Regions from separate parts of the Mus musculus genome. Here all the other regions are linked to region 2. Evidence: chromatin contacts called from public promoter capture Hi-C and targeted proximity ligation data. All regions are on one chromosome and are shown on one strand. The core of a region is the stretch at or near the end of the contact, and the rest is flanking DNA. Distances in the headings are between cores, read along the strand shown. Region 1 holds the start of Yif1a (Yip1 interacting factor homolog A (S. cerevisiae)). Region 2 holds the start of Malat1 (metastasis associated lung adenocarcinoma transcript 1 (non-coding RNA)). Region 3 holds the start of Pacs1 (phosphofurin acidic cluster sorting protein 1). Region 4 holds the start of Slc29a2 (solute carrier family 29 (nucleoside transporters), member 2). Region 5 holds the start of Men1 (multiple endocrine neoplasia 1).

Region 1 (3,150 bases), core at 401-2,900, 710 kb before region 2:
AGCCCTGGTTGTCCTGGAACTATTTTGTAGACCTCGAACTCGTGATTTTGTAGGCTGGCCTTGAACTCGTGATCCTCCTGCCTCTGCCTCCTTCACCAAATCCTACCGGCGTACGCATCCACAACTGGCAAGATTTATTTATTTATTTTATATATACAATACACAATAGCTGTATAGATAGTTGTGAGCCATTGTGTGGTTGCTGGGACCTTCGGAGAGCAGTCAGCCAATGCTCTTAACCACTGAGCCATCTCTCCAGTCCCGATCTCCCCCCCCCCCCAAAATTAATTACATGTTAAATGTATTTGTTCTGTGTATCTCTCTCTGGGCGGGATGGTGCAAAGAGGTGCACTTTAACATAGCTCGAGTGTACAAATCGGAGGAAGATTTTTCGGAGTTGGCTCTCTTCTTCCACCGTCTGGGAATTGAATTTAGGTTCTCAGGCTTGGCAGTCTGCTGAGCCATCTCACAAGCAAGCTAACATGACTCTTAAAGGATTTGGACAAATGGATAAAAAGGGAAAGGCATATCTCCCGCATCCCAGGCGGAGGAGCAAAAGCAGCTGTTGGACAGCATGGGCTGAGTTTGGGGATCAGAAAAGTCTGACCTTATGCAACTAAACGCTGAGTAGTTAGTCAGCTGTAAGTATCCGAGGGTGTGTCATGCTATCTAGAGAATAGTACCTGACAGTCTGTGAGAGAGGGACCCTTGGAGGGATTGTCTCCAGCGACGATGGGAGTGGTTACAGCCTGGGTGGGAAGAAAAGAGCCTAGGAGACTAGGAGTGAAGCTTACGGGCCTCACTTGGAGATCACAGGACTGGTGATGACTCAGGAGACCTTCAGGAGACAGGTCACTACACCTCTGCCTCCCAAATCTCCCGGACCACTGGAGAAAGCGATGGAACAAGGCCCAGTACAGATTCCTGTCCCATGTATACCACCAGGACTTCGTATCTTCTGGGTGGTCTCAGTTTCTGTCTCCTGCCCCATGCGTGAGCGCGTGTGTGCGTGTGAGTGCGTGTGTGCATAACGTATTGAGCGCGATTCCAAACCCTCCCAGCAGAGGCCCTCGGGGATGAGCCCAGCGGCGGACTCTACAGGGCATTTTCAGCACCAGCCGACGGACAGCACCAGTTCTGAAAGGAGTGGGAGGGCGGAGGAGGAGTCAGCGTTCCAGGGCTCAGGGCCGCGCTGTCACTCTCCCGGTGCGGGCAACAACAACAATTTCTAGCAGGCCGGAGCTCCAAAACAGGATGGAGTGAATTGGAGGAAAGAGCACAGAGTAGGGGCAGGGATCAGTCAGAGCTTGACCGACCGCCGCATTCCTCTTGGACTGCATTGCGGCGGAGCCAGCTTTGTGCCCTGACTAGTTGGGTCGGTCAGGACTTTAATCTTCCTATTGGCGTAGTCGTGGCAAGGAGCGTCAAGCGCCTCTTGGCGCAGACGCGGAACTAAGTTACAACTCCTTCTCACCTATTGGCTGGTAGCGCCGCAAATTAGCCAGCCTACTAGTCAATCCGAGAACATCTTGAGTAGCTCCGCCCCCTATCTGTCGGAAGTTGAATATGACAAAACCCGATTGGAAGAGAGCTCACCAGTAGCCAATTGAAAGTGTAAAGGGGGAGAACCAGCTCTTCCGACGAGCCAATGGTAGACAGCGAAGTGTGACGCCAAGGACATGGCGGCCGCGATCGGACAGCCCTGGGACGTGTCGGGCCGTCGGGTAACTTCGGTCAGGACCAGGCAAGAGAAGTAGCTGTTTCAGTAGTGTTCGTACCCACGACTCAGCGAAGTACCCACGACCCTTGGGTAGAGCGAACGTCACGGCCATGGCTTACCATTCGGCATATGGAGTCCACGGTGCGTGAGGAGTGGGGAGGGCGGGGCGCGGCCTGGCAGCGGGGAGCCAAATACGCTGAGAGACCCACTGGTTCTGTTGGAGAGGGTCTGCAGTGACCGCTGCCCAGGGCGGGGAGAGTGTCTCTCGGGTTCCTGCCCTGCCACACTGCAGCGTGTCCTGGACTTCGCCCTTACTAGCCAGTCCTGAGATCAGGCTGCGACAGCACTACTGGGATCCTCAAGTCTAATCCTGCTTGTACCGAATTTGCCTCCAGAACTTCCTTTCCCTCTTACAACTCGGGCAGCATTCCTGACCACTGTCCAGGGACTCCGAATAGCCAATATTGCCTTTTCTACCTGTGTTAAGTCAAGGAATGTCTTTGCGGTGATTGTGCCCAAGCAAACGTCTTTTCACTCGCTAGTACTCAGAGATCATTTCCCTTGAGAGACTTCCTAGAAACCCCAAATGGGTAGCCATGTTTAGGCACACCTTTCCCACTGCATGCAGTAAATGATCCCCCACCCTGACCCCCCGAAGGATAGGAGATCGACTTTAAAACTCATCCTGCCTTTTCCTCAATTGTTCGGTGCCTTAGGACCTATGCACAGCTTCCCAGCCTGGGGAAAGGGCAGTGGTCTGGGTTCTTGCTCTGTAATTCTGTAATCTACTTTGGTCCTCTCACACCTGCAGGTTCCAAGCATAGGACCCGGGCAGCTCCAGACCCTCCTCCACTCTTCGATGATACAAGTGGTGGTTATTCCAGCCAACTGGGCGGATACCCAGCCCCAGGAGCTGATGTAGCCTTCAGTGTCAACAACCTGCTTGGAGACCCAGTGGCCAATATGGCAATGGCCTATGGCACCTCCATAGCATCCCAAGGGAAGGACATAGTGCACAAAGAGGTGTGCCCTGGGCTCCCGGGAGGAGGGAGGCAGGGCTTCTGGCCAGGGTTGGGGTGTCACAGGATCCCATCTTACTCCCCAGGCATCCTTTAGGAAGGATCACGGTAGGGCTCATCCATAGCCTCTTCTCTTTACTTCCAGCTGCACCGTTTTGTGTCCGTGAACAAACTCAAGTATTTTTTTGCTGTGGACACAGCCTATGTCGCTAAGAAGCTAGGGCTATTGGTCTTCCCATACACACATCAGGTGAGCTTCCCACCAGGAGAGCTGGCCAGCCTCTCCCCACTCGCGGATAACCTGACTGATCATCAGATCTCAACCCTCTCTCTCTTTCTCTCTGCTCCTGTTTACCCGACCACCTCGCCACGGCCAGAACTGGAAAATGCAATACAGCCATGATGTGCCTC
Region 2 (3,281 bases), core at 345-2,844:
CCACAATGCCTGCTCGCCTCCTCCGCGCAGTTGACAAGCCAAGCCGCCAGCTAGCTTCATCACCAACTCGCTCTCGCTCCACCATCCTGGAACCCTTTCCCAGCTTCACCACCACATCCGTATGGCTCCTTCTTCCTAGCTTCCTCCACCGAACCGCACTCTTTCCTGGGCTATCTTCACCATGCACTGCTGCTGCTGGCTCCTCAGTCCTTCCTAGCTTCACCAAACTGGCTTCGGGACTCCTGTCTGCCGCTCCTGTCTTCCTAGTTCACTGAATGCACTTCTGTGTAGACCTGGGTCAGCTGCCAATGCTAGTCGTTAGGATTTTAAAAGCACCTCAGCTCAAGTCCAATGCAAAATGCTGACAATCTTGAAACTGTTATCAAAAGTCCTTTTGTCATCAAGCAAAATTAAGCTACAAGTTAAGGCTTTTAATATTCTTCTAACTCTTCAAAGGCATTCTGCCTTAACTTTTTACTTCAGTCCTAGTAGCTTTGATTGCTAGCTTCAATCTTGTATGTGGCTGTCTAAAGACTCTTCTAAACTGCTCGCTCCATCAGAAATTTGAACTTATGGCTTTAAAGATAATTTCCTTCTGACTTTATATCTTATCCAACCTTTTGGCCTCAATCTTATCTTCTTTGCCTATCTTGAATGCTGGCATCCAAAGTTGTCTTAACTTCCATTTTGTTTTTCTATCTTGCTTCTTTCTATCTTCTATTCTTCGGCTTCCTACTACCTGTGCCTTTAAGTACCTTTTCTGTCTTCTAAAGATGCTTTGTCTTCTATTTTCCTATCTTCTCTAACAGCTTTTTCTTCACCTTCCTGTATGTCTTCTTCGTCTTTCACTTCCATTTTCTAATCTTCTTTCTCCAAATACTAGCCTAACCTTTTTGTTTTTTCAAGACAGGGTTTCTCTGTGTAGCCCTGGCTGTCCTGGAACTCACTCTGTAGACCAGGCTGGCCTCGAACTCAGAAATCCGCCTGCCTCTGCCTCCCAAGTGCTAGGATTAAAGGCGTGCGCCACCATCGCCCGGCTAGCCTAACACTTCCATCTTCCCTGTTTCCAACTCATGCCTTCAAACGTACATGCGCCAGTCGAAGGATTTTTATAACGGCCGTCAACTTAACCTACTTTTCTCAATCTTTTAAAACTACACCTCATTTTCAAACTATTCTCTACAACTTTACTGTTTTAAATGCCACTTAGATTCTATTTAGGTAACCTTCGTTTTAATCTACAAGGCCGACCTTCAAACTAGAACCTTTTAGAACTTCACAAAACCTCCCTTTACAATCTCCTAAACTGCTCTGGTCAGCCTCCATTATACAGTACAAATACTTTTCTCCTCATTTCCTTTTTCAAACTGTTTAAATAAGCCTTCATGTTATCTCTTAAGATCTTCTTAGATTATTAAGACTAAGTAATATTTCGATAAGCTACTCTATTAGCTTAAGTTTAGAGTTCTAATTCTTTTTACTGCTCAATCTTTTTAATTAAAAACTTATCTGCGATTTCCTCGGGCTGAGTCTCCTGCCTCACGAGCTCAGCTGTGCTGCTCTACGCTGCTCTGCTCTCGCTGCCTGAATGCCTGACGCAGAGCCCGGAGCGCCGGTATTTATTGCAAAGGGACACGTCACTCCACCGGAACCTAGTAACCCTCCACCACCTTGGTGAAGGAAGAAAAATAGTTCCTCAGAGAGTTAAAAATAGATCCTGACTTCCAAGTTTCTAGATTTTTCTTGACGTCGTGTGGGCCTCTTGGACCTTGCTAATACAGAGAAATGTTTAGCTTGTACCAGCTAAATAGGTACAAATAGGTTTAAAATTTCTGGTCACAAGGAGAAAAAACATGAACTAATAGCTATTAAAAATGGGAGCCCCAAGTTTTTCAGATGTTTCAACACCTTTTGCGTTTTCCTGGGAGGACAGAGGGTATAGCGTATGTTGCAAGTGTTAAAACAGGCTTTCCCACAGCTTCAGCTTCCACTTCCCATTTTGTAACTCCCCGAGCGGCTGCCATTTCATGCGAAACAAGATGGAGGTCTCTCGGAAAGTGACCGGCCCTGCGAGTGGCTTCTGAGGTGGTGACACTTTGTACTGGTTTATACTGGGAATGCTCCTGTAGGGACGACCTGCAGCCTCCGGCTGCTCTCGGGGCCACTTTTCCGAGCCCGGGTACACGAGCGCTTTGGTGCTTGCCTACGTCCGCCATGTTAGGCTGCGGTCTCAGCCCAGCAAGGCCATGGTCGCTGCAGGTGAGGGCACGGCGACCTTGGCGGCCATGCCGAGCACCACCCGCACTGCGCTAATAACCGTCAGAGCCCGGCCCGTGGCGGCAAGGTCCCCAGGTCTATCTCATCGCTTCCTAAAACTACGACGGAGGGGAAAGGATGTTTTTCTCTTTCTCCCAGGACCATGGAGAAAGCGTCACTGGGCGCAGAAAGCGGGGGCCGCGCCAGGGAGGGCGGGGAGGACCGCGGAACCCGTCGCGAGGACAAAGGGGGTGGGGAGAGGCGCAAGGATACGCGGGTCGTGAGTCGCCGCCTCCCTTTGTGAGCTGCTGAATCGAGGGCTGGCAGCCGGCCGGGTTCGACCGGTTCTAACCGGTTCCAGCCGGTCTAGGCAAAGTTTCTGCTGCAGAGCCTCGCTGCGCAGGCGCGCCCCGCCCCGCCCCCAAGCGCCTTCACCACGGTGCTGGAATGACTGGTGTGGGAGCAGGGCGGCTGCGGGGGGCTGTGCTGCAGTTTCCTGGTCGCCCCTTATTGCGGCCTACTGGGCCCACGGACATGGCTTTTTTGGTCTCTATGTCATCCATTAAGTGTTAAGACACATACTTTGCTCGTACGTTTACTTTATACTCTAGAATTTTCAAAGGGAAGCGAGTCTCGGGTTGATCCCGTAAACTGGAGGCTGCCTGGATTTTTAGAAAAGCTGCTGGAGTCGTGGGAAACAGCGCCCCGGGGCGCATTGAGATCCAGAGCTCGCGATCGCACACGGCCTGGCGGCACCGTCCTGCTCCCCACCTCTACGTTCTAGGACCTGTGAATAGGGAGGTTTGGGCAGAGGCTTTCCCAGGGTAGACAGAACTTAATGACCATACAGGCTGATAGTCACTAAGGACATAAAATTACATGAATATTCTATTATAAAACTAAAGGAGAGAGGCACCCTTAGACTGAGGTGGGGCTCTAGCAAAGCTGGAGGTCCAGTGTTAGACCATTGCCTCCCTTCCCATCCCAATGGCCAGTTTAAGCTTTTTCTTTCTTCCTTATTTATT
Region 3 (3,380 bases), core at 575-3,074, 530 kb before region 2:
TAAAAAATATATTTACAGACTTATATGTAGTACACTGTAATGGGGGGGGGGGCATAATTCAGAAGTGTGTAGGGGAAGCCAGAATGTAATTCAGCAAGGAACCTGGAGAGTTTGACAGGTGGGGTAATGTTCTATATTTTTCAATAAATGACATAAGAAAGATGTGCTTGTGTCATCATTTTTCATGCCCTATATATTGGTACAATGTTGTGGTGTGATGTTGTTCAAAATAAAGGGAGAGAAAGAAACACCAGCAGAGTTGAGTTGAGGGTGGAACCCCACAGGGCACCCAATCTCTGGCTTACAGGCACATCCACCTGCTCTGCTGGACTCACAGGGTAAGAAAGAACAGAACCTGAGAATCAACTCGGTTTAGAAGCACAAAATGAACACCTCCAGGCATTTCTTTGTGCTTACTGGGCAAAACCAACCCTGCAGGCTGTCTTAGCATAGGGTCAATCCAACACACTGTCCCCAAAGAAGTATATACAACAACTGCTTTGCCATAGAGAAACAAGCATAATTTTTTGATGCAAGTTTTCAGATAGTTCCAATGGACAGAAAAATGGGTTGAATTTAGGAACAAGGCAGTCATTTTACAGAGCTCATAGGAACCTGGAGACTCTGTGACCAGTATCTAGTGGAGGAGGAAATGAAAACTTGCATTTAAGAACACATTCAACTGATGTCCAAACTAAGAGCACAGAGTACCCAGAGAATGTGTGTAGCATGAAGAACATATGAATGTATGTACTGAACCCCCAAGTGTTAACCAGCTTTACCTGCAACAGGTGACAAATGAATTTGGCACATGCTAAGTACGTTGGGAAAGAACTATATCAAAGCCATCTTTACCACATCTGTGTAACATTAACATATGTACAGCCCACGGGCGCCAGTGAGGCAGGAAGAAGAGTGACTTACTGACCGTAAGGAAGGCCAGATTCGGTCAGACCCAGCCAAGGAAGGCCACTGGGCTGGGTCCCCGAGGCCACCATTGCTCCAGGAGGACAGGAGGGTGGTTCGAGCCAAGGCGGAAGGTGGGACTGCTGGAGAGGGCAGGCCCACACAACAGTCTTGGAAGGCCCAGGAGAAGACAGCCCCCACCCCCCAAAGCCAAGATGAGCTAGGAGTGGAGGACGTACCCTCCACTCGCCCCGGAGAGATGGGGAGGCGGGGCCTGTCACAGAGCCAGCCTGGCGGTCCCCTAGGCCAACACCTTTTCCCAGCCGCCCGTTGCTCACCTGGGCACGCAGCTGGATGAGCTCCGGTCCACCTCCCAGGTAGCATACAAATTCATCTGCACTGGGGCGGGGGTGCGGCCTGGTCCTGGACCGCCCGGAGGCGCAGAGCCCGAGGCCACCGCGACGGCCATGGAGGTGGAGGTGGAGGAGGACGAGGAGGAGGCGGCCGCAGCCGAGGTGGACGAGGAGGACGAGGTGGCCTGGGCCAGCTTGGGGGGCGTCGGCTGTTGAGGCTGCGGCGGCTGCTGCTGCGGCTGCTGCTGCGGGGACTGGGCGACCCCAGAGCCCCGCTGACTGCTGCCGCCCCCGGAGCCTCCGGGACCACCGCCCGCCCCTCCGCGTTCCGCCATGGCCTGGCCAGGGGAGGAAGGGGCGCGGGGCTTACGCAGACTGAGGGCACGCGAGCGACTCTCAGGCTTCCCCCCGCGGCGGCAGCGGCTCAGCGCGTCTCCTCAGAACGCCCGGCGGAGCGCGAGCCACCAGCGAATCTGCACGCACGCGCGGGCTTTCGCTGCGCGCGGTCCTCGCGCTCGCCCGCCGCCGCCTGTTGCGGCCCGCGAGGCCCAGACACTGGGTGGGCGTGTCCGAAAGGGGCGGGGAGCCGCGGCCCCACCCAGACCGGCGCCGAGGGGCGGGGCCAGACTCGCGCTCGGCCCCGCGGCCCCCGGGAAGGGGCTACAGCCCGCGCGCTCTCGCGGCGCGGCCCTGGAGTCCCTAGCAGGCCTCGGCGTGCAGGCTCCGCGCCCCTCCTCCCTCCGCCCTCCTCGGGCGGCTGCTACCCCGCCAGCGGAAACCCGGGTTTTCCGGGGCGCGGTCCCGGACCGGAGAAGACTGTACGAGAGCGCGCTCAGCCCCTGGGATCTGCAGTACACGTAGTTCTGGTCACGCGTTGCATGGAAATCGGATAGCCCGCTGTGGCGACCCCTTCTGTGGTTATTTCGCCCACTTCTGCAAAAGAAGCAGTAGGTAGAGATCCAGGGGCCGGCCACCACCTAAGGAGCTTAAGTTCCAGCTTGACTGTGGGCAGGAGCCAGTTGAGCTAAGGTTGTCTAGGTCCAACAGCCTTTCTTGGTACAGCGCCCCCGACACAGCCTTCTTTACAAAAGTCCCAGAGTGCCTCGGTGCTTTCTCAATTTCTAGAATTCTATTTCTCTCAAGGCCTGATCAGCTGCCATCCCCACACACCCCCACCCTACCTAGAGCTCTTGCACTCTCCTACACCCACACCTTCTCCCCAGTACTTGAGCAAATGTTATGGAATCCTGTGCTCCAACCTAGTCTAGTTTTTCAAAAAACTTCTCAGAACTCAGTGACGAAGACAAAACAAGCCCTTCAAACCCACCCACCCACCAACACACACACACACTAGTAAATCCAAGTAGTTAGCCAGTACTCTGGAACAATTGAGATTTTATTTAGAGACAGATGTTCTCCAATAGGTAAGAAATCGGCCTTTCTGCCACAAGGTCAATGAGGAAGGCCTGACCTGGCCTACTTCCCTAGCCTACAGTTACTTCCCAGCCTAGCCACGGTGCTAAGCTGGCTATTTTTATTCCCCACGGACAAAGCAGTAAGGTCAGACCAGACCCAAAGGTACCTTCAGCAGAGCCTTCACACACAGGAGGGGTAGGGATAGTGAACTACCCACAAGTTCAGTTCAGAACTACAGTCCCATAGTCCTATGGGCCATCTGTGATTACAGGCAAGAAGTAGATGCTTTTGCAGAAGCTAAAAGAGAGAGAGGTTCAAGAGCGCCTGTATTCATCCTTCCTTGGGAAACAGCTTTATTTACAAAACAAGTCTAAAATAAGAACAGGAAGTGACGAGCCTAGGGAGTCCAGATCTAGCTTTAGGGAGCCACAGAGAAAGCCCAGACATACAAAGAGCCTAAAGGCAGGCCAGCTATGCGAGCAGGACCTAAAATTTGAACTCCTTGTATTTCTTGCTGCCCCCACGGCTGTCCTGGGGCTGAGCTTTCCGTTTCTTTTGCTGTAGGAGAGAGAGAGAGAGAAGTTACAATAGGTTAGACAACCCCAGACAGGAGGCAGCCTGACCCAGACATAAAATTAAGGTAAAAAGCACTGAAACCACACTCTCCTCTCCCCCTGAGAGCTAAATGACTTCCTTCCTCTTCCT
Region 4 (3,391 bases), core at 552-3,051, 780 kb before region 2:
TTTATTACTAAGTGTTTTCCTTTCTTGCCTCCCTTAGGATGTCACTGTGCCATCAAAAATTGTCCTGCCTGGGTTCTGTTATGCACAGCATTTCGCCACAAAGTAGAAGCAAAATATTGGTTAATTACAGATCCCCAGTCAGGCTGAGCTGAGAATCTGAGGTAAAATCCAACTCCTCCCAGCCAAAGGGATCTATTAGTATGTCCCATAGTGTGCCAGCACTCTCCTGTCCCCGGTCCTGGTACAGGCCGTTCCTTCTCTGAAACGCCTCATCCCCTTCCATCCCAGCCCAAGACAACAGACTGCTCCCCAGACCCTCATCTCCATCTTCAAGATGGTGCCAGGGCAACATCCCACCCCCTGTCCCACTTTGACTCACTCTCCTATCACTGTCAAGTAGGAAACAGGTCAGTAATAGTTATTAGAATAAGCATTCGAAAAATGCAAGTGACTAACTGTGTGTAGGTAAAACTGTCGAGAGATGCTCAAGGCAGAGGGGATGAAGAGGCCTTGAAAACCTGTTAGAACTGAACTCAAGACTGTCCCTCTTGGCATAATGGAAGTCTGGAAAGAAAACTTAAAGAGTAACTGTCTTTCCCAGTGTAATCCATTGCTGTCTTTTCCCTAACGTCACCAGCTAGGGTTAGATGCAGCCCAGGGGTAAGAGTGTTTGCCTCGCATGCACAGGGCTCTGAGTTCAGTTCCCAGTACCACACAGTCATCTGCAGTCCACCATGATCTAAGGAACCACCTTCGATGAGCCAAGCCTGGTGGCTAGATTCCGGGAACAGGACAGAACAGGGATAGTAACAGCATGGTCTGGCTGATACATAGGAAAAACATTCTAAAAAACTATATTCTTTAGAAGACACACATTTATATAACCTTGTATATATATACTTTTATATATTCATATTTATTTGTATTTATTACTTAGAAGCACGTGTGCCACTGTGCTTGTGTGGAGGTTAGGGAACAATTTGCTGGAGTCGCTTCAGTTTTTCTAACATATGGGTCCTGGGCGTGGCCTCGGGGCATCAGGCTTGGCAGCAAACGCTCTCACCAGTCCACATAAATATATTTCTTTTTCTTTTTTTTTTTTTTTTTTTCGTTTTTTTGAGACAGGGTTTCTCTGTATAGTCCTGAATATATCCTGGAACTCACTCTGTGGACCAGACTGGCCTCGGACTCAGAAATCCGCCTGCCTCTGCCTCCCAAATGCTGGGATTAAAGGCGTGCGCCACCACGCCTAGTGAAAATTAGGTTTTTAAGCACTCCTGAGGGTGGCAGTGGCGACTACAGGGGAGGGGGCCGAACGTCACCTGGGCCACGATTCCCTCCAGAGCCTTTGTTCAATCCTCCTTGTTGGACCCAGGTACCGTAGGAGGGCCTATCTGTCCGTCTTCCACATATGTTGGGGATTTTCGTTTGCAAAAGTGCCTCGACCTCTGGGGGAACTCCCTCGGAGCACCGCGCTGGGACCTTCTGCGACAATTGATGACACTGGCTTCTTCCTTCTGGTCGGACTTACTTCCTAATCTGCTTAGAGCTTAGAGGGCTCCAAACCTTAGAACACGCCAAGAGGAAGAACCTCCCAGCTAGATCGACTGTGCCCAACAACCACCGGACCCCTTCCCTCCTGCGCAGTCCTTATCCCTTCCCCAGAGATTCCGGACCCGTGCCTAAGGAGAAGACGGGTGCGAGGCGAAGGGACGGCGGTGAGACACAGCTTCAGGCGCGGAAGCAAGCTAGAAGGCGGAACCTAATACCCTAAAGGCACAGCCACCAGCGAGGCGGAGTCTGGAGAGCGGGCGTCCGGGGGAGGGGAGCAATGGCTCTTTGTTCCCGCCCTGGAGGCGGAGCCGAGGTCCGAGCCTGCAAAACGTGGTCCGCAGTGTAACCCAACCCCGACCCTCCGCTACGGCGCTCCGACCTTGGGATTCCTGGACACCGACCAGCGTCGCTCTCCTTCGGCCTCCCAGCCCTGCGTAGGCGCAGGTGCAGCCGCCTTCTGTGGGCCTGGTGCAATAGGACTGCGGCAACCATGGCGCGGGGAAACGCCCCTCGGGACAGGTGAGGTGGGAACCCATGTGCTGCGTACCGTGGCCCAGGTGGCCACGAGCCTTTGAATTCCCGCTCGTCTTGATGCTCCTGGGCTCAAAGACGAACGGGACTACAATTCCCATCAGCCGATTCCCTTAGCTGCTTGAGCCAGGGTGATGGGGATTGTAGTCCGTTCTACTGAGGGGCGGCTAGGGCGGCCCAGGCGTACGTCCTCGGGGTGACCTTCTGATTGATCCCCACAGCTACCACCTGGTTGGGATCAGCTTCTTCATTCTGGGACTGGGCACCCTTCTCCCCTGGAACTTCTTCATTACCGCCATCCCGGTGAGACCCGCGGCCGCTGGGCAACCTCATGGCCACAAACCAACATCCCTCCAGCCGTCTTGAACTGAGCCACTTTCCTCACCAGGCCACTTACTACAGCTCAGCCTGTCAGGGACAGCACCAAGCCTCATAGAGGGAACCGCCTCTCCCCTGGCTAGGCAAACTTTTAGGAAGGTACAGATCTCAGAGGTGCAGGGCCATCCACGTAGGGAGTCTGACCAGCAAAGGAGTTTCCATCCCATGCCCTTTGTCGTTATTTTTGGCCAGTCACTCCAAAGTGTCTTTTTTCCAAGCCTTTGGCTTTCTTTGCAATGACATGAGTTACAGTCATTCAACTAATAATTAATGAGCAACTACTGTAGACAGATGTGGAGGAAGGCCCGATTCCCCAAAGCATGCATTCTTTTATAGAAAGGCAGAAATCTATAGCTTGTTTTCTCCTTTTTGTTTTATTGTTGTTGTTGTTTTCGTTTTTTTCGAGACAGGGTTTCTCTGTGTAGCCCTGGCTGTCCTAGAACTCACTCTGTAGACCAGGCTGGCCTCGAACTCAGAGATCTGCCTGCCTCTGCCTTCTGAGTGCTGGGATTAAAGGCGTGCATCACCACTGCCTAACTTTTGTGTTTTCTTTAGAATAGGGTTATTCAAACATATTCAGTGGGTTAACTTCCCAGGTGTCTGTGGAGTGCTGGCATCGGTGCTGGACCCTGATACCCAAAGATGGATCAGCTACTGAATCTGAGAGACACAGAGCCAGGGCTATTAATAATGAAACAAGACACGTGCCAGGCCATTCCACCCTGAAGCAGAGAGCTATAAAGGTTCTCAAAAGAAATTTCTTCTGCTTCATAGAAAAGATTTGTAAATTAGGAACTGAGCAGACAAAGGGTGGAAGCAAAGCGCATCCTATTTAGAGAAAGATCTGGAGCCTGCAGCTTACCAGAATGGAAGGATGCTAAACCGTGAGGTCTGCCTTGCAGGCAGGGTACGCATAAGAGTGCTGGGC
Region 5 (3,141 bases), core at 418-2,917, 530 kb after region 2:
GAAACTTTAAAATGCATGGGTAGATGTAGCTGGATGGTGATGGCTCACACCTTTAACCCCAGCACTCAGGCAGAGACAATCAGATCTCTCTGAGTTTGAGGCCAGCCTGGTCTACAGAGTGAATTCCAAGACATCCATGGCTACACAGAAAAACCCTGTCTCTAAAAACAAAAAACAAAACAGACAAACAAACAACCAAAAAAGAAAGAAAGAAAGAAAGAAAGAAAGAAAGAAAGAAAGGAAGGAAGAAAGGAAGAAAGAAAGAAAGGAAGAGGTTCTGCTTGTATATGTGTGTGGTGTCTTTACACCTGTGTAAGGAGCTGCTCAGATGTGGAAAACAGAAAGATCACATATCCTTCTTTATGACTCTCTCTGTCTTCTTCCCTTTACACAGGCTCTCTCTCTGAACCTGCAGCTAGGTCGTTAGGCAGGAAGTCCCAAGACCCTCCTCCCTTTAACCCCCACACTGACCCCATTCCCCATCCATGCCCTATAATGCTAGGATTCCAAACGTATAAGTGAATTCTGGGTATTTGAACTCAGGTCCTCCTACTGGTACAACAAAAGGCTCTCAGCTGCTACATCATCTCCTCAGCTTCATCTATTGAGGTCTTGGTCTCAGACAAAAAGACTTCGTTTTGGAAACAGGGTCATTACAGACTTCGTGAATTAAGATGAGGTCATGAAGCCTTGTGGGAGGGGTGGTGCCATGTGGACTGGTGGTGAACATCTATAATCCCAGCATGGTGGAGGCTGAGGCAGGAATATTGTGAGTCTGTGGCCAGTCTGAACTAAAAAGCAAGATCCTGTCTAAGGTAAAACTGACCTTGAACTTCCTGATTTTTTTTTTCTTTTCTTTCCTTAATTTTATTTTACCTATGTGTGTGCATAAGGTGCCTGCTTGGAGCCTGCAGAGGACAGCAGAGAACATTGGACCTCCTAAAGTGGGGCTAAAGACCCAGTTGTGAGCAAACATGTACATACTGGGAACGCAGGGTCCTGAGCCAGAGCCGCCAGGGCTCTTAACTCTGAGTCATCTCTGAAGTCCACCCTGAGTTCCTTGCCTCTAATTTCAAGGACTGGTATTGGATCATAGACCAGTCTTGCCTTGAGCTCACCAAAATCCTTCTGCCTCCGCCGTACTGTGTTCAGCCTTGCATTCTTTTTAGGTGTGGATGTTTCGTCTGCCTTTTTATGTGTGTGCACCAAGTCAAGCTTGGTGGAGGTCAGAGAAAAGCATGGGTCCTCTGGAAGTGGAGTTACAGATGGTGAGCCACAATGTGGGTGTGGGGACCTAAACTTGATCCCAGGTCCTTTGCAAAAGCAACAAGTGCTCTGAACAGCTGAACCAGGTCTCCAGCCTCCTTGTAGTGTTTTAGAGCAACAGTTTCCCTCACATCTTAAACTGGCCATAATACACACTGCAGGGGCGCTACTGCGCCTGAGTTTAATCCTAGGACTACAATCTCCCAGAAGTCACGGAGGAACTTCTTCTGGCGTGATCCTAGATGACCAATCGTTGAGGAGCTCAGCTTACCCGCCCTGGAGCAGCAGGACTACTTCTTCCATAAGCCATTGCGGGTTTGGCTGTCATTTTCAGATTTAGAGAGGGCCGGGTGAGCAAGGACTCCCCATTTCCCAGCAGGCAGTGCGGCCATAGGAGGCGCGGGACTTCATTTCCCAGCAGGCTTCAGGCGGCGGGCGCCGCGGTGCCTTGTGTGGGATGTAAGCGCGGAGGTGGGCGCGGGGGACCGAAGCCGGGACTCTCCTTGGGACTTGTGGGAGGCTGGTTTGGGTTTGCCTTCTGGACAGGCTCCAGAGGGCCGGGTAGAGATTGTAGGGACTGGAGGGGCGGCCTTTGAGGGTCCCCAATAGGTCTTTGGGAGCAGCCTCATCGGGGCTGGGGGTCCCGGAATTGTAAGGAACTAGAAGGCCCTATATAGCCTTGGTTGAAGGGTCTCAGAAACCGAGCCGCCGCCCGTGAGCACAGGACGAAGCGGCTGGCGAAGCAGAATTGTGGCGGAGGGTAGAGCCTTAGCCGAGCCTGGGAGGGGGCTCTCTCGCCGAGCCCGACCCTCCCTCCCTCGGCTCGCCCGCAGGCCACCGCCCGCCGCCATGGGGCTGAAGGCCGCCCAGAAGACGCTGTTCCCTCTGCGCTCTATCGACGACGTGGTGCGCCTGTTTGCTGCAGAGCTGGGCCGAGAGGAGCCTGACCTGGTGCTCCTGTCCTTGGTCCTGGGCTTCGTGGAGCATTTCCTGGCTGTCAACCGTGTCATCCCCACCAACGTGCCGGAGCTCACCTTCCAGCCCAGCCCCGCACCCGACCCTCCTGGTGGCCTCACCTACTTCCCGGTGGCCGACCTATCCATCATTGCTGCCCTCTATGCCCGATTCACCGCTCAGATCCGCGGCGCTGTGGACCTCTCCCTCTATCCTCGAGAGGGAGGTGTTTCTAGTCGCGAACTGGTAAAAAAGGTCTCGGATGTCATATGGAACAGCCTCAGCCGCTCCTACTTCAAGGACCGGGCCCACATCCAGTCCCTCTTCAGCTTCATCACAGGTTGGAGTCAGACAGGTGGTCAGGAGAGCAAATGAGTGTTGTCTTACCTCTTCTCATGTCTGAACAATATGGCTTATAGCCCTTTTGAGACTTGTAAACCTTGTGTGGTGGGGCAGGTATTATTTCTCCTTCGCAGTTGTGGAAAGAGAATTCTGAAGAGGGGAATGTCAGAATGACAGGGCTGAGACTGGAACCTGGTCATTTGGTGCCAGCTTTTACTCCCCAGTCTTTCAACAGTCCCAGCCCTGCCATTGAATAGCCAGAGGGATCTGGCAGCCCAACATATGGGGAAAGAAGGTGGTAGCAGACTGGGGAGGTAGGACAAATGGGTGGGTACATTTGAGACAATTAAGATTATACCTTTGAAAATATTTTGAAAGGAAGCACGGGCTTGACTAAGGACAAAGTGCTTCAGCTCTCCGTGCAATGTACTGAGCAAGCATCTGAGGCCTCTTGTGAGCTTTGAGGAAAAAAGTGCAGAGATAAATCAGAACATGAAGAAGGGAGGGGTGGGGGTTCGTGGGGTCATGGGCTTGCTCTCCTTGACACAGTCTGATAGCTGTACAATAGACACTGGGTTA

The links. Promoter capture Hi-C pulls out the DNA fragments that hold promoters and counts their contacts.
Region 1: a targeted proximity ligation map of memory CD8 T cells shows a contact between it and region 2, with 50 read pairs. A contact is called at or near these places in 2 of 130 datasets of targeted methods (memory CD8 T cells and pancreatic cancer cells).
Region 3: a targeted proximity ligation map of memory CD8 T cells shows a contact between it and region 2, with 53 read pairs. A contact is called at or near these places in 1 of 39 promoter capture datasets (pre-B cells), 1 of 484 Hi-C or Micro-C datasets (embryonic stem cells) and 3 of 130 datasets of targeted methods (memory CD8 T cells, microglia and pancreatic cancer cells).
Region 4: a contact with region 2 is called in a targeted proximity ligation map of memory CD8 T cells, with 11 read pairs. A contact is called at or near these places in 2 of 130 datasets of targeted methods (memory CD8 T cells and pancreatic cancer cells).
Region 5: a promoter capture Hi-C map of pre-B cells shows a contact between it and region 2, with 5 times the contacts expected there. A contact is called at or near these places in 3 of 39 promoter capture datasets (the C10 cell line, pre-B cells and stem cell-derived epiblast-like cells), 1 of 484 Hi-C or Micro-C datasets (the G1E-ER4 cell line), 4 of 130 datasets of targeted methods (effector CD8 T cells, embryonic stem cells, pancreatic cancer cells and 1 more) and 1 of 9 other capture datasets (liver).

The regions. Positions count from the first base shown.
Region 1 is chr19:5,086,888-5,090,037 of GRCm38.p6, forward strand. It overlaps Yif1a (Yip1 interacting factor homolog A (S. cerevisiae)), which reads left to right and starts at 1,651. Exons shown (of 8, transcript NM_026553.4): 1 at 1,651-1,861; 2 at 2,532-2,743; 3 at 2,885-2,989; 4 at 3,117-3,150. The coding sequence starts at 1,831.
Region 2 is chr19:5,801,078-5,804,358 of GRCm38.p6, forward strand. It overlaps Malat1 (metastasis associated lung adenocarcinoma transcript 1 (non-coding RNA)), which reads right to left and starts at 1,595. Exons shown (of 1, transcript NR_002847.3): 1 at 1-1,595.
Region 3 is chr19:5,271,295-5,274,674 of GRCm38.p6, forward strand. Pacs1 (phosphofurin acidic cluster sorting protein 1) reads right to left here and starts at 1,825. Exons shown (of 24, transcript NM_153129.3): 1 at 1,245-1,825. The coding sequence starts at 1,594. Sf3b2 (splicing factor 3b, subunit 2) reads right to left here. Exons shown (of 21, transcript NM_030109.2): 21 at 2,627-3,233. The coding sequence ends at 3,162.
Region 4 is chr19:5,022,205-5,025,595 of GRCm38.p6, forward strand. It overlaps Slc29a2 (solute carrier family 29 (nucleoside transporters), member 2), which reads left to right and starts at 1,802. Exons shown (of 12, transcript NM_007854.3): 1 at 1,802-2,073; 2 at 2,307-2,388. The coding sequence starts at 2,045.
Region 5 is chr19:6,333,346-6,336,486 of GRCm38.p6, forward strand. It overlaps Men1 (multiple endocrine neoplasia 1), which reads left to right and starts at 1,668. Exons shown (of 10, transcript NM_001168489.1): 1 at 1,668-1,737; 2 at 2,100-2,560. The coding sequence starts at 2,116.